3 separate regions of the Mus musculus genome follow, and regions 2 and 3 are each linked to region 1. Evidence: chromatin contacts called from public promoter capture Hi-C data. All regions are on one chromosome and are shown on one strand. The core of a region is the stretch at or near the end of the contact, and the rest is flanking DNA. Distances in the headings are between cores, read along the strand shown. Region 1 holds the start of Amn (amnionless). Region 2 holds the start of Dio3os (deiodinase, iodothyronine type III, opposite strand). Region 3 holds the start of B930059L03Rik (RIKEN cDNA B930059L03 gene).

Evidence for each region. Promoter capture Hi-C pulls out the DNA fragments that hold promoters and counts their contacts.
Region 2: a contact with region 1 is called in a promoter capture Hi-C map of embryonic stem cells. The contact joins the promoter of Dio3os here to the promoter of Amn in region 1. A contact is called at or near these places in 1 of 39 promoter capture datasets (embryonic stem cells) and 1 of 484 Hi-C or Micro-C datasets (embryonic stem cells).
Region 3: a promoter capture Hi-C map of liver shows a contact between it and region 1, with 7 times the contacts expected there. The contact joins the promoter of B930059L03Rik here to the promoter of Amn in region 1. A contact is called at or near these places in 2 of 39 promoter capture datasets (embryonic stem cells and liver) and 1 of 9 other capture datasets (pancreatic islet).

The regions. Positions count from the first base shown.
Region 1 is chr12:111,269,269-111,273,086 of GRCm38.p6, forward strand. It overlaps Amn (amnionless), which reads left to right and starts at 1,828. Exons shown (of 12, transcript NM_033603.3): 1 at 1,828-1,896; 2 at 2,429-2,547; 3 at 2,630-2,674. The coding sequence starts at 1,854. Gm51960 (a long non-coding RNA gene) reads right to left here. Exons shown (of 3, transcript XR_003950150.1): 1 at 3,510-3,818; 2 at 2,552-2,757; 3 at 1-1,947.
Region 2 is chr12:110,276,410-110,280,227 of GRCm38.p6, forward strand. It overlaps Dio3os (deiodinase, iodothyronine type III, opposite strand), which reads right to left and starts at 1,659. Exons shown (of 4, transcript NR_002866.2): 1 at 1,574-1,659; 2 at 1,142-1,340; 3 at 217-1,017. Dio3 (deiodinase, iodothyronine type III) reads left to right here and starts at 2,821. Exons shown (of 1, transcript NM_172119.2): 1 at 2,821-3,818. The coding sequence starts at 2,823. The coding sequence ends at 3,737. It overlaps Mir1247 (microRNA 1247), which reads right to left and starts at 1,720; the gene lies at 1,639-1,720.
Region 3 is chr12:110,589,404-110,593,221 of GRCm38.p6, forward strand. B930059L03Rik (RIKEN cDNA B930059L03 gene) reads left to right here and starts at 1,971. Exons shown (of 1, transcript NR_033340.1): 1 at 1,971-3,276.

The DNA of each region.
Region 1 (3,818 bases), core at 578-3,077:
CCTTCTGCTGTTGTTCCAAGCTGTTTCTTATGGGAAGCCTCTTTGCCCAGGTACTCTGACTGACTGCCCTTCCCATGTGACCACCATGGGGACACCCACCTAGCACTTGTGTCCCATGGGTCAAACTGGCTCAACAGTGAAAGCCAGAGCCCAGTCTGTGACAGTGCTTCCTCTTCAGGAATAAAACAACAGACAAGAAGAATGTGACCTCCAAGAGTCTCCTTTGTGCCTGACCTAGCTGGAGGCCAAGAGCAAACTTCCCTCAACACTTAATTCCTGCCTCTGTACAATCCCTCCAACTCTGCCTCCCATCACCCGCACATCCGTCCACCATTCACAAGTGTACCATCACCAGACAGACGTCACAGCATCCATCCATCCGTTACCACAAACTTGACCCCAAGGTGATTCCTCTAACACCCCTACTGTGGCAAAACACCTGGCAAAGGTGGCCTCAGGAAAGAAAAGTGTGTTTGGGCTTACAGTTGGAGGAGACGGCAGGGAGGGCATGAGGCGGCTGGTCATACTGGTATGTCATACACATCGCGCTGTGGTATGGCTCAGGAAGCAGAGAGGAAGACTTTCCACAGTCAGTGCAGGTCTGGCCCGATCAGTGTCTGGAGAGACCTTCACAGCCACAGCCAGAGGTGTGTCTGGGGTGAACCTGCTAAGCTGGCTGTGAAGTCACACCATGCAACCCACCAACCAAACCTCATCTGCCCACAGTTCACCCACACTCCTCCCTGGTATCTTCTTCAGGCATCCATTTTTGCCCCACAGGGACATGTGACTGGGCGGGGCTGGATGACAAGAGACAACTCCCGAGTGACATGTTGACCTCTGGGCTGGGAAGCTTCTTGCCTGGGGTAGCCTCTCATTACCCCGTTTGCCCGATCTCCATCCTCTTTCCGGCCCTGCCAAGGGACCCGCCTCATCTACTGTCTGTTTCCACTCATCCCACATAAAATCTGTTACCTCTCCTCGACCTTCCTGTTACCTCAGCCAACACTCCTTGCAGATGGACCCCACCAGCATCTTCACCCCACTTTCCCAGCATCCTCAGTCTGCCATCCACCAGACATCCCTTCCGGTCCACTCTTCCCCCCCACACACACAACCTAGTCATGTCTACAGCTGCCATCACTCCCACCCAGCCACCACCCACTGTCCCCTACCCACTCATCCACAGCTATCAGTGAGCCACCCTCTACCATTAGCCCAGTCACTCTCCAGCCACTGTCATCCCCATTGCTATCAGGAATTTAACATCCAACACCAGGTGCCACTGTCAATGATGTACTCACAGAAGCCCTCCTCAAGCCACTGCCACCACCGTTTGGTGACTGGCCCACCCGTCATTTCTCTCACTGGTGATTCTCCATTCATCGTGCACCCTGCCTGTCACCTCTAACCTGCCTTCATGGCCAGCCTACCCAGGCACGTCACTCTCTGCCTTAGCTCTCTTTGTTCTCTTCCAGGACCTTCACGCGCCTTTGACATCCCTTCCGGTCTGTTCTGCAACCCACACAATCCCTGCAGAGCACACACCCAGGCTAAGACTTCAGGCCTGGAGAAGATGGGCAAAGATGGCTGAGTTCCAGGGTTCTTGGCCACCTCCACACCGTGTCACCGGGAAAGTCAGGACGACACCCTCTTATTGGGTACCCAGGGTCCTGGGTCCTAAAGGGCAGATGCTAAAGCCGCTGAGAAGATTCCTCCAAGGGCCCTCAGGAGACAGCTGGGCGATCCCAAGGTAAATGTGTAACATCTGGGCGCCCCCTGTCCCTCAGCCCCGCCCGGTCACGTGGGGCCCTCGGAGCGAAGTCCGCATCTGTGAGAGCCTCGGCGGAGAGATGGGTGCTCTGGGCCGGGTCCTGCTGTGGCTGCAGCTCTGTGGTAGGCCCCGTGTCCCCCTGGGTCTGGACCTTGATTGAGGCTGAGGTTTCTCTAGGAAGGGTCGCGATCGCAGGAGAGGTTGGGATATGGAGGTGGCGTTGGCAGCCTGCCTCAATTTCCCGGTCCTCTGGCGTGGGTTGGTAAAGTTTCCAAAGCCCAGGAAGTGGAGAAACCGCAGCCTATTCCCGTGGACCTCCCAGCCCCTGGCGCCTCCTCTGTGCACAATCGGGACAGGGTCGCCAACTCCGGGCTCTGGGACCCCTCTCTGCCCCAGTGAGCTTCCCGCCAGAGCTCTTTCCTAAGGGCCGATTCCCCTCCGACCCCCCCCCCCCCGGGCAGTCAGAGTGCTGTGAATAGAGACGACGTTCCGAGGGAGGAGAAGGGCATGTTTGCGCGGGTTCTGTAGATCAGCTAAGAGTGCGCCTGAGAACGCCGCGGTGGGGCCTGACCGCCTTGCGCTGTGTGCACCTCTGCCGCGCCTCTTTGGAAAGTCGCCTTCCCAGAAGGCGACACTCAGCCTTCCTTTCTTTAGCAATGACTCGGGCCGCCTACAAACTTTGGGTCCCCAATACCTCCTTCGATACTGCCTCCAACTGGAACCAGAACCGGACCCCGTGCGCGGGAGATGCGGTTCAGTTCCCGGCGGACAAGGTACCTTGGTGGGGGGTTGAGGGGATGAACTGGAGGTGGGGAGGTCGGTCAGCCTCGCGCCTAACGCCACCTCTTGCTGCAGATGGTGTCGGTCCTGGTACGAGACAGTCACGCCATCTCGGATATGGTAAGGCTCGGGGCTGTGGCCTCAGCGGGCATGGCTGGCCCTGGGTCGTGCGCCGCCATGGAGCCTCTGGGTAGAGACAATCTCTGGGAAAGGACATCAGAGAGTACGTGGGGTCTCCCAGTCCAGCTCCACTGTCCCCTCCCCCACAGTATCTAAGTGCAGGGTGGGCTCTGGGAAACGTGCCTGCCCTTCCCTTCCTGGAGGCCATGTTAACAAGCTACCAGTGGCCCAGCTAGCCGGAGGGTGAGGAGCAAGAGGTTAAACAGCCCCTGCCTCCCCTCATGCTAAGGCTATGTGCTTTATAAATAAAGGCTGATGGTCCCGAGACCCTAGTTCAGACCCTGTGGTTGGAGCTAAGAATGAACTCTCTCTCTCTCTTCCTTTCTTCCTTAATTCCTTTTCTTTTGGTTTTTCTAGACTGTGTTTCTCTGTGTAGCTCTGGCTGTCCTGAAACTCACTCCGTAGACCAGGCTGGCCTCGAACTCAGAAATCCGCCTGCCTCTGCCTCCCAAGTGCTGGGATTAAAGGCGTGCGCCACCACGCCTGGCTCTTCCTTTTGCTAATTTCCTAACGGGATGACATGGGAGTTCCACCTTCTGTTCCAATTCTCCAAAAAAAGACTAGCATCCTCCAAGCAACTTGTGCACGCAGAACCACTAGAGGCCAGAAGGGGGCGCCAGATCACAGCCGGTTGTGAGCCACCATGTGGACCGGGAGCCTGCATTCTTTGTAAGAGCAGTCTTGAACCTTAACCAGTGGGCCATGGCTCCAGCCATTTATTGTCTGTTCATATCTTGGAAGCTGGGATAGTCTCTGTCTTTGATATCAAGCATACCTGCATGTGTGGATTAGGTTCTGCTTGCTGGCGCTTCCGCTGAAGTCTGCTTTCCCAAGCTCAGGTCTGGAAAGCTCTCCCCATTGTTTCATGTCTCTGCCTCAGCCTCCCTCAGACAGTAATTTGGTACTTGGATGTCCACCCTTCCCCTGGACTCCTCTGCCGTCTTCTGTGGAGCCTGGATGTGGCCACCTGTCACTGAACACCCACAGCTAGACCAGGCCTGGTGTTTATCTACTAGTGCTAGGTCCCTAGTGGGGTAGCTTTCTACAATCTCGTCTTATTTCCTCTTCCGTTCTGTTCGTTTAT
Region 2 (3,818 bases), core at 409-2,908, 990 kb before region 1:
ACTGGGACAAGACAAGATAGTTTAAGTAACTGGTAGAAAGGCTGAGAACTACAGCTAGTTAGGGGTGCTCCCCTGAAGGGCATGGGAAAAGAGGACTGGGGAGGAAAATAGAGATGAGGAGGAACCGCAGAAAGGTAGGGAGCACTGGTGTGGTTGTCAAGCCAGGTATGTGTCCCCAAAGCCAGAATCACTGGCACCCCTTGGGTCTTTCCTCACCTGTACAGGATGCCAGGGAAGTCGAAGGCCTGGGTTCTTCATCCAAGGCTCTGGAATCCTGAGGTGTGGGGTGTAGCCTATTTCCCACACAACACCCGCCCCTGTCCAGAAATGTGGATGGCAGGGTTTCCCAAGTGTCCCATATCAGAAAGGGGTGATGTTCAGGGGTGACTGGTCCCATAGAGCAGGACCAGAAGGACTTCTATCTGTCCCAGACTATGGCTGCCACATGGCATATGCACCTACACACATAATGCGAGAAGGGGAGGATCGGCCTCATATCCCTGTCCCAGGTCCTTATAGGAAGAAGCAGGACACAAGCCCTAGACTGGTATCTCCCAGAGATGAGGGGATCTTGGGCTGAAGAGAACTATCTCTTGCTCTACCCAAGACAGCGCCCAGAAGCTCCCAATCTGTCTCTCAGACTCTCCAGCCAGAGTCTCTTCTCACTTTACCACCTAAGTCTGAAAGAGAGTGGGGGGGGGGTTGATCTGTAAGCTCAGAGGAGCCCTGCTTAGGGATAGAACCATGAGTGGAACCCCCAGCCAGGCACGTTCAGGGAGATTTCTGAAGTCCTCCTGAAAGACCTTACAAAGAGTGCTAGAAACAGCAAAGGAGTCTGATGGCTTCCTTCAGGTGGGAAGTGCTGATGTTTACTCCCTTGCCCCCAGAGCAGAGACATCCTCTGACCCAGAGGGAGAAGAGCCACTTTCACAGGCTGTTCACAGGCAGCACACTCCAGATCCAGCTGCTCTGGCGGCCACAGGTCCCGCGACCGAGGGACTCCCTGGGCAGAGCATCCTGCCAGGACAGCAGAAACCAGGTGGTGAGGGCGGGCGCCTACCTGGGCGCCCTCTGGGCTACTTGAGGTCGACTTTTCCGGACAAGTTCCATGGCTAATGGAAAGTGGTCTGACTGTGCTCACCCTCCCGAGACGCCAGCGCGGTCTCTGGTAGAGAAAGTTAGGTAGCTGGTCTCTCCCGAGAGGGCGATGCATGGGACGCAAGCAGCTGGAGCTGTAGTATCCGGCTGGGGTCCCGTTACCCCAGAGAAGGCCCCTGTGAGTGCTGGAGCATTCTAGGGAGTGCGATTCTTAGGCGCTGCCTTCGGGTTGAGGCCTTGACCTGAGGGGTCATTGTGAGGTGTATCTAAAGTGGAACTTGCTTAGGGTCTCGAGGACCCCAGGTCAAGCAGCCCCGCCGCCCCTGAACCCAAGTCTCCAGCAGTGCGCCACGCGCAGAGACAGATTAGGAGGTCTGCGCCGCTGTGGCAGAGCCGACCAGAGCCCCACGCTGTTGGGGAGTTGCCCCGCACCCCTAAAAAGCCTCAGCACACGTTCCCTGTTGAAAGTACGCACTTTACGCGTCCGGGCGCCTCCGCGGTTGAGTCGGGCCGCCGCGCTCCGAGTTCGCGAAGGTGGCTCAGTTCGGGCGCTCCAGTCTCGACGTTCCCGGGGCAGAGAGCAACGTCCGGGGACGAACGGGACGGGTGCGCCCGGCGGCCGGGGCTGCGCCGGGCGAGGCAAGCGGCGAGAGGGGAGCGCTCCCGCGTTCAGGCAACAGCTACCCCTAGTGGGAGAGCCGCCCGGGGCCGGCGCCGCCCCGCGCCCGCTGCCCCGCGCCCCGCGCCCGCAGCGCCCCGCGCCCAGGGCGTCCCGGAGCCGGCCGAGGGCGAGGCCCGGCGTCGCTTGCCGCGACTCTCCGGGTCTCCCGAGCTGGGCGCCAGCCCACCCGCGGGCCCTGCCCTCGGCACCTCCGGGCTGGAGCCGAGGGGCAGCTGACCCGGGAACCGCGGCGTCCGGCGGGAGCGAGATGGGACGGGGCGGGCGCGGCGCGGACTGGGGCGGCGCGCGGCAAGCTCGGGCAGCGGCGGGGGGCGCGGAGCGCGGTGTGCGTGGCGGGGCGGTGCGGGGGGCGGCCGTGTGCGAGGCGCGAGTGTGAGCGCGCGCGGGAGGCGGGCGGACGGGCTGCGGCAGTCGAGCGGCGCCCGCGGGCGAGCGGGGAAGGCGGCGGGAACCCAAAGTTGCCTCCTCGCGGGCCCGCGTCCCCGGCGGGGCTGCAGCCGGGGGCCGGCCGAGCGGCGGCCGCAGACCTGGACTCCCGCGGTACCTGGGCAGCGACCCCGCACGAGCAGCAGCAGCGTGGGCGGCGTTGGCGGCGGCGCGCGGGAAGCGAACCGGAGCTCCGGCGCGGCGCTGCGGCCGCCGGGGAACTCAGCTCAGGTGCGCGGCGAAGAGGGCGCGGGCTGGGACCCGCCCGCTGGGACCTAGGAGGTGCGAGGCGCTTGCGCGGGTTACACCATTGCCACCACTGACTGCTTGGCTCTGAGATCGGGCTCCTAGTCCCTGGACACAGCGGCTTCGGGGTCCCCCGCCCCTGAGAGCGGGCTGCGGGACTCAGGCCCGCCCCTGCCAGCCCCGGGACGCACCGCTCCACCCTCGACCAGCCTGCGCCCGCCCTCGACCCAAGATTTCTGGGGCATTGGCCGCGCCTCTGGGTGATCCCTCCGGGCTCAAGTTGCAAGGGGGCGGGCCCCGGTCGGAGGTGGAGTCTCCCGCCAATTCAAGCTTTGACTATAAATTGAGCTCCCAGAGCACCGAGGACCAGATGCCTCGCCAGGCCGCCTCGAGGTTGGTGGTCGGAGAAGGTGAAGGGCCCCCGGGGGCTTCGGGGCCCGCGGCCACCATGCTCCGCTCTCTGCTGCTTCACTCGCTGAGGCTCTGCGCCCAGACCGCCTCGTGCCTCGTGCTGTTCCCGCGCTTCCTAGGCACGGCCTTCATGCTCTGGCTTTTAGATTTCTTGTGCATCCGCAAGCATTTCCTGCGCCGTCGCCATCCTGACCACCCTGAGCCCGAAGTAGAGCTCAACAGTGAAGGCGAGGAGATGCCCCCTGACGACCCGCCCATATGCGTATCAGACGACAACCGTCTGTGCACCCTGGCCTCTCTCAAAGCCGTGTGGCATGGCCAGAAATTGGATTTCTTCAAGCAAGCCCATGAGGGTGGCCCAGCGCCCAACTCGGAGGTTGTCCGACCTGATGGCTTCCAGAGCCAGCGCATCCTCGACTACGCACAAGGGACCCGCCCGTTGGTGCTCAATTTTGGCAGCTGTACCTGACCACCGTTCATGGCGCGGATGAGCGCCTTCCAGCGCCTGGTCACCAAGTACCAGCGCGACGTTGACTTCCTTATCATCTACATCGAGGAAGCCCACCCATCCGACGGCTGGGTCACCACAGATTCACCCTATGTCATCCCCCAGCACCGCAGCCTGGAGGACCGTGTCAGCGCAGCGAGAGTACTACAACAAGGTGCACCTGGCTGTGCTCTGGTCCTGGACACTATGGCCAACTCTAGCAGTTCCGCATATGGTGCCTATTTTGAGCGCCTCTACGTCATCCAGAGTGGCACCATCATGTACCAGGGAGGCCGTGGCCCCGACGGTTACCAGGTGTCTGAGTTGCGCACTTGGTTGGAGCGCTATGATGAACAGTTGCATGGTACTAGGCCACATCGATTCTAAATAACCAAGGGACAAGTGACTGAATTGGTGGGCCGGGTCTCCTGGGCCTTCGAAGCCCACGTGCAAATGCTCCAAAGAAAG
Region 3 (3,818 bases), core at 721-3,220, 680 kb before region 1:
GAAAAGCAGTCACTGTTCTTAACCACTGAGCCATCTCTCCAGCCTGCAGAAGGGAGTTTGTTTGTTTTGCTGTTGTCTTTAAAGATGGTGGGAGATTTGAGCTTTCTGAGCAACTTAGTTAAAAGATGAGGTCATGAATTACAAATGAAAGCAATGGCATTCTCTCCCAGTTTCAGGAGTATGGAAGATCCCAGCCCTCCCAACAACAGTATACCACCCCCCTAAGGAAAGAGGTTTTTCTTTAAATGGTGAGTGACAAGGGCCTCATCTTCCATGGGATGCCACCTGCCACAGGTGACAGCCTGGAGTCTACAGAAAGTAGCTGCATTTCTGTTTCCTGTGACAGGCTCTCTCTACACCATGAGAAGGCATCAAACGGGATACACTGCATTAAACTACACTGCTCTGCAGAACTATGGCTGCAGGAAGCACCACTGGCTTAGGCGATGGTACTCCACCGCTTCCCAGCTGGCTGGCTGCACGTAGCTGGAGGGCAAGGAGCTGGCTGAAAGTAGACACCCATAACAGAAATTCTACCTCCACCTACATGCCAAAAGAGACATAGGCATGCCGTGTAGGTGTGAGGAATATTCCCGAGGAGGATGCAAAGCCAGCAGAGGCAGGTAAGCAGGGGCTCCCACTGGCAGTGTCGCCATCCTATGCAGATCTCAGGGCCACAAGTCAATGCTTCTGGAAGGACAGGAAAGTAACCCCAGTAGCAGGTGAGGAAGGGTGGGTCACTTCAGTTTACTGTTGGTGGCTTGCAGATTTGTAGGACCCTTAAAAATGCAACTGAAAGTTTTAAAAGGTAAGTGTTGAAAACATTTTGAGACAGTCTTACCAAAAATCCTACTACCCAGCCCCCTGAATGCTGGCATTAGAAACACGTTCCACCCTGCAGGGTGTCATGTATTTTGACTCTGCAATTCTGCTTCAAAAATTTAGCCATCAGCAAAATTCACCTAGTCTGAGCAGTAAGGCCAGCTACTCCCGGCCGCACTGTTTTCCATGCTGAAAAACAGAAACCAGGAATTATCCTCACCTGCCTGAAGTGTTGCTAGATGCAAATGTGAGCAGAGAAGTGAGAAAACCCCAGCACACGCTCTCACTCCTTAAGATTTTATTTTTTTAAATGTGTTTGTTTCTGTATGTGGATTTGTACATATGAGTGCAAGTGCCCACGGAAGCAAGAGGGTGTTCGGTCCCCTGGGGCTAGGGTTATAAATAGTCTGTCCCTAACGTGGGACTCTAAACTCGGATTGTCCGGAAGAACTGTACATGGACCTAACTGCTGAGCGGTCTCCATAAAATATGGCCAAATTGAAACTAGAAAGGTTCTGGCACTCATTCCAAATTCGAATTCATCCTCACCCCAGGACTAACTTTTCCTGCCGGCCCAACACCTTCTTCTCAAACATTCCACACTGCAGCCAAGAGGGAGCTTGCAAAAACATCCCTCCAACCAGTCACCCCAGGATAGCCCGTGAGCCCTCTACAAGCAATGTCCCTATTACCCTACTTATCGCTGTACCTTCAGTCTGGCACCGTGTGGGACACTCAAAACTGCGTCTGATGGACGCAATGTACAGATAAATGTGGGATCAGCGAGAACAGCAAGATCCAAGTGGAGAGGCAATCAAATGTGGGTACGTGTGTGTAAGGTGGACGTGCTGACATACGCCTTCCATGCCAGCACTGGAAAGGTGGAGGCAGGAGCATCAGAGTTGGGACTCAGCACGGCTACCCGGCATCCAAACCAAAGAGCAAGCGGATGGCAGCAGGTACCCCGTAGGAATGAGACAAAGCGCATGCAGAAAACGGAGAAGAGTTCAAAGTCAACAGGATATCAGCTCAGCACAGCTGCACCAGAACACGGCAGCAGGACAAGGGCGGCCCCGGGAAGGTCTCTGCCATCTCGGCAGGGCGGAGATCTCCGCAAGGCGCAGCCTCCACGGCGCACGTGACTGGATGAGTCACCGCGCCAGGAAGCCGCACGAAACCTCGGTTCGGCAGCTCGAACGCAGGCTGACTTAGGACAAGGCAGCGACGTCTAGAGGAAGCCGCAGAGGGGGCCGCGTCCCTTGGCGGGAGGGGAGTGAGGGCCGCGGACGGCCCGGACCCAAGCTTAGACGCTTGGCCCACGGCACACAGGACAGGGAGACCGACTACCTTCACCTAAACGCTGGCGCAGGGAAATGACGCAGCGCATCGACCAATCGGGAAGTGTCTGACTCTGAATCTCGCGATATTCACGGGAGGAAAATGAGCCAATCGCAATGCCCCTTCTTCCAGGCCGCGGTGATTGGCTTGAGGACTCACATGATCGTTCGAGGCCACACGTGACCGCTCCCCTGGCGACACGTGATCGACCTGCCACTCTGCAGAAGTGGCTTCTGGACAGCGGCAAACAGGCGTCCGTGGAACTGAACGGCAGGTCCTGGGTTACAGCCCCGTCACTTTCCACTTGATAGGCGGGGTTGGTGACCAGGGTCCCATGTGACCCCCGTCATGGAACCCCGAGACGCGACCGTAGCGTGGATAGGACAGGGCCAACCTGTCCCCTGTAGCAGCTCTGAGAACTGAAGTAGGTGGGAGGCTGGGGATGCCGAGAGATTAACGAAAGAAACCAGTAAGCAGGGTCAGGAAACTCGTCCCACCTAAGTGGCGTGTACCGGACACGTGGTAACGTAAAGAGGTAGAGGTGCTTGCTATGTAAATAACTATGGAGGACCAGAACTCACATAGATGAGGACTTTGAGCACCCCGTCTTTCCCACTACCACTCACTGGGTGCCTCTTTCTTTCCTTCTTTCTCTAATTTACTCATAAGACAGGGTCTCGCCTTGGCTAGCCTTATTGTCTGTCTGTCTGTCTGTCTATAAAACAGAGTCTCTTCTTGGCTGACCTGGAACTCACTGTGTAGACCCTAAACTCAAGAGATGTCCCTGCCTCTGCCCTAAGAATAAAGGCGTGCACTTCCTGGCTTGACTTCTGTCTCCCTCTCTCCTTTCTTTGTAGTAAACTGCCTGTCTCCGACTCTGTCCCTGAGTCTTACTGTTCTAGGGCTCAAAAATCTGGAAATTTGTGCTGATTCCCTCCAGGGTCATAGCCATGCCTGTTCCAAGGAAGCCCTAGCGATGTCTGTTTCCCACTGCTTCCTGCCCAAGATACTGGTAACCCTGGAAGGTAGCCCTGGTGTGGGGGTGCTGTCAGAAGCATGGACACAATTCTCTCTCTCCATGATGTTAGAATTTCCTGAATAATAAATTGGCAGTCTGCATCCCTTGTATTGATGTAATTTGTTGAGTAGTTTTGTTCTCACTCTCTTAATAAATAATAACTCTTGGGTCACACATTACACCTCACAATGCAATGTAAATTACAGAATGGCTATTCAAGGTTAGAGTTCACAGAGGCCTTCCTGGAGGCAGAGGCAGATAGCTGCTACAACATTTGCTGGTTTGGTTTGCTTGGTTTTGTTCATTTGATTTTCCAAGATAGGGTTTCTGTGTAGCTTTGGCTGTCCTGGAATTCATTCTAGACCAGGCTAGCCTCAAATCCACAGAGACCTACCTGCCTCTGCCTCCCAAGTGTTGGGGTTAAGGGACTATACCACCACCATCTGGCACAAATACAGTATTTAGGGATTAAGGAGTCCAAGTGGATAGCTGTTGGGGGCATGGAGCTCAGAACCTGAGAGATCAGGGATCTAGGCCGCAGGTGTAGTGTTCAGGTGTAAGACAGGTATAGCTTCAAGTAGATAGGTGGATTGTCAGCCGTTCACGCACGTAGGAGGTGACGGGCCGGGCTGAAGCCCTA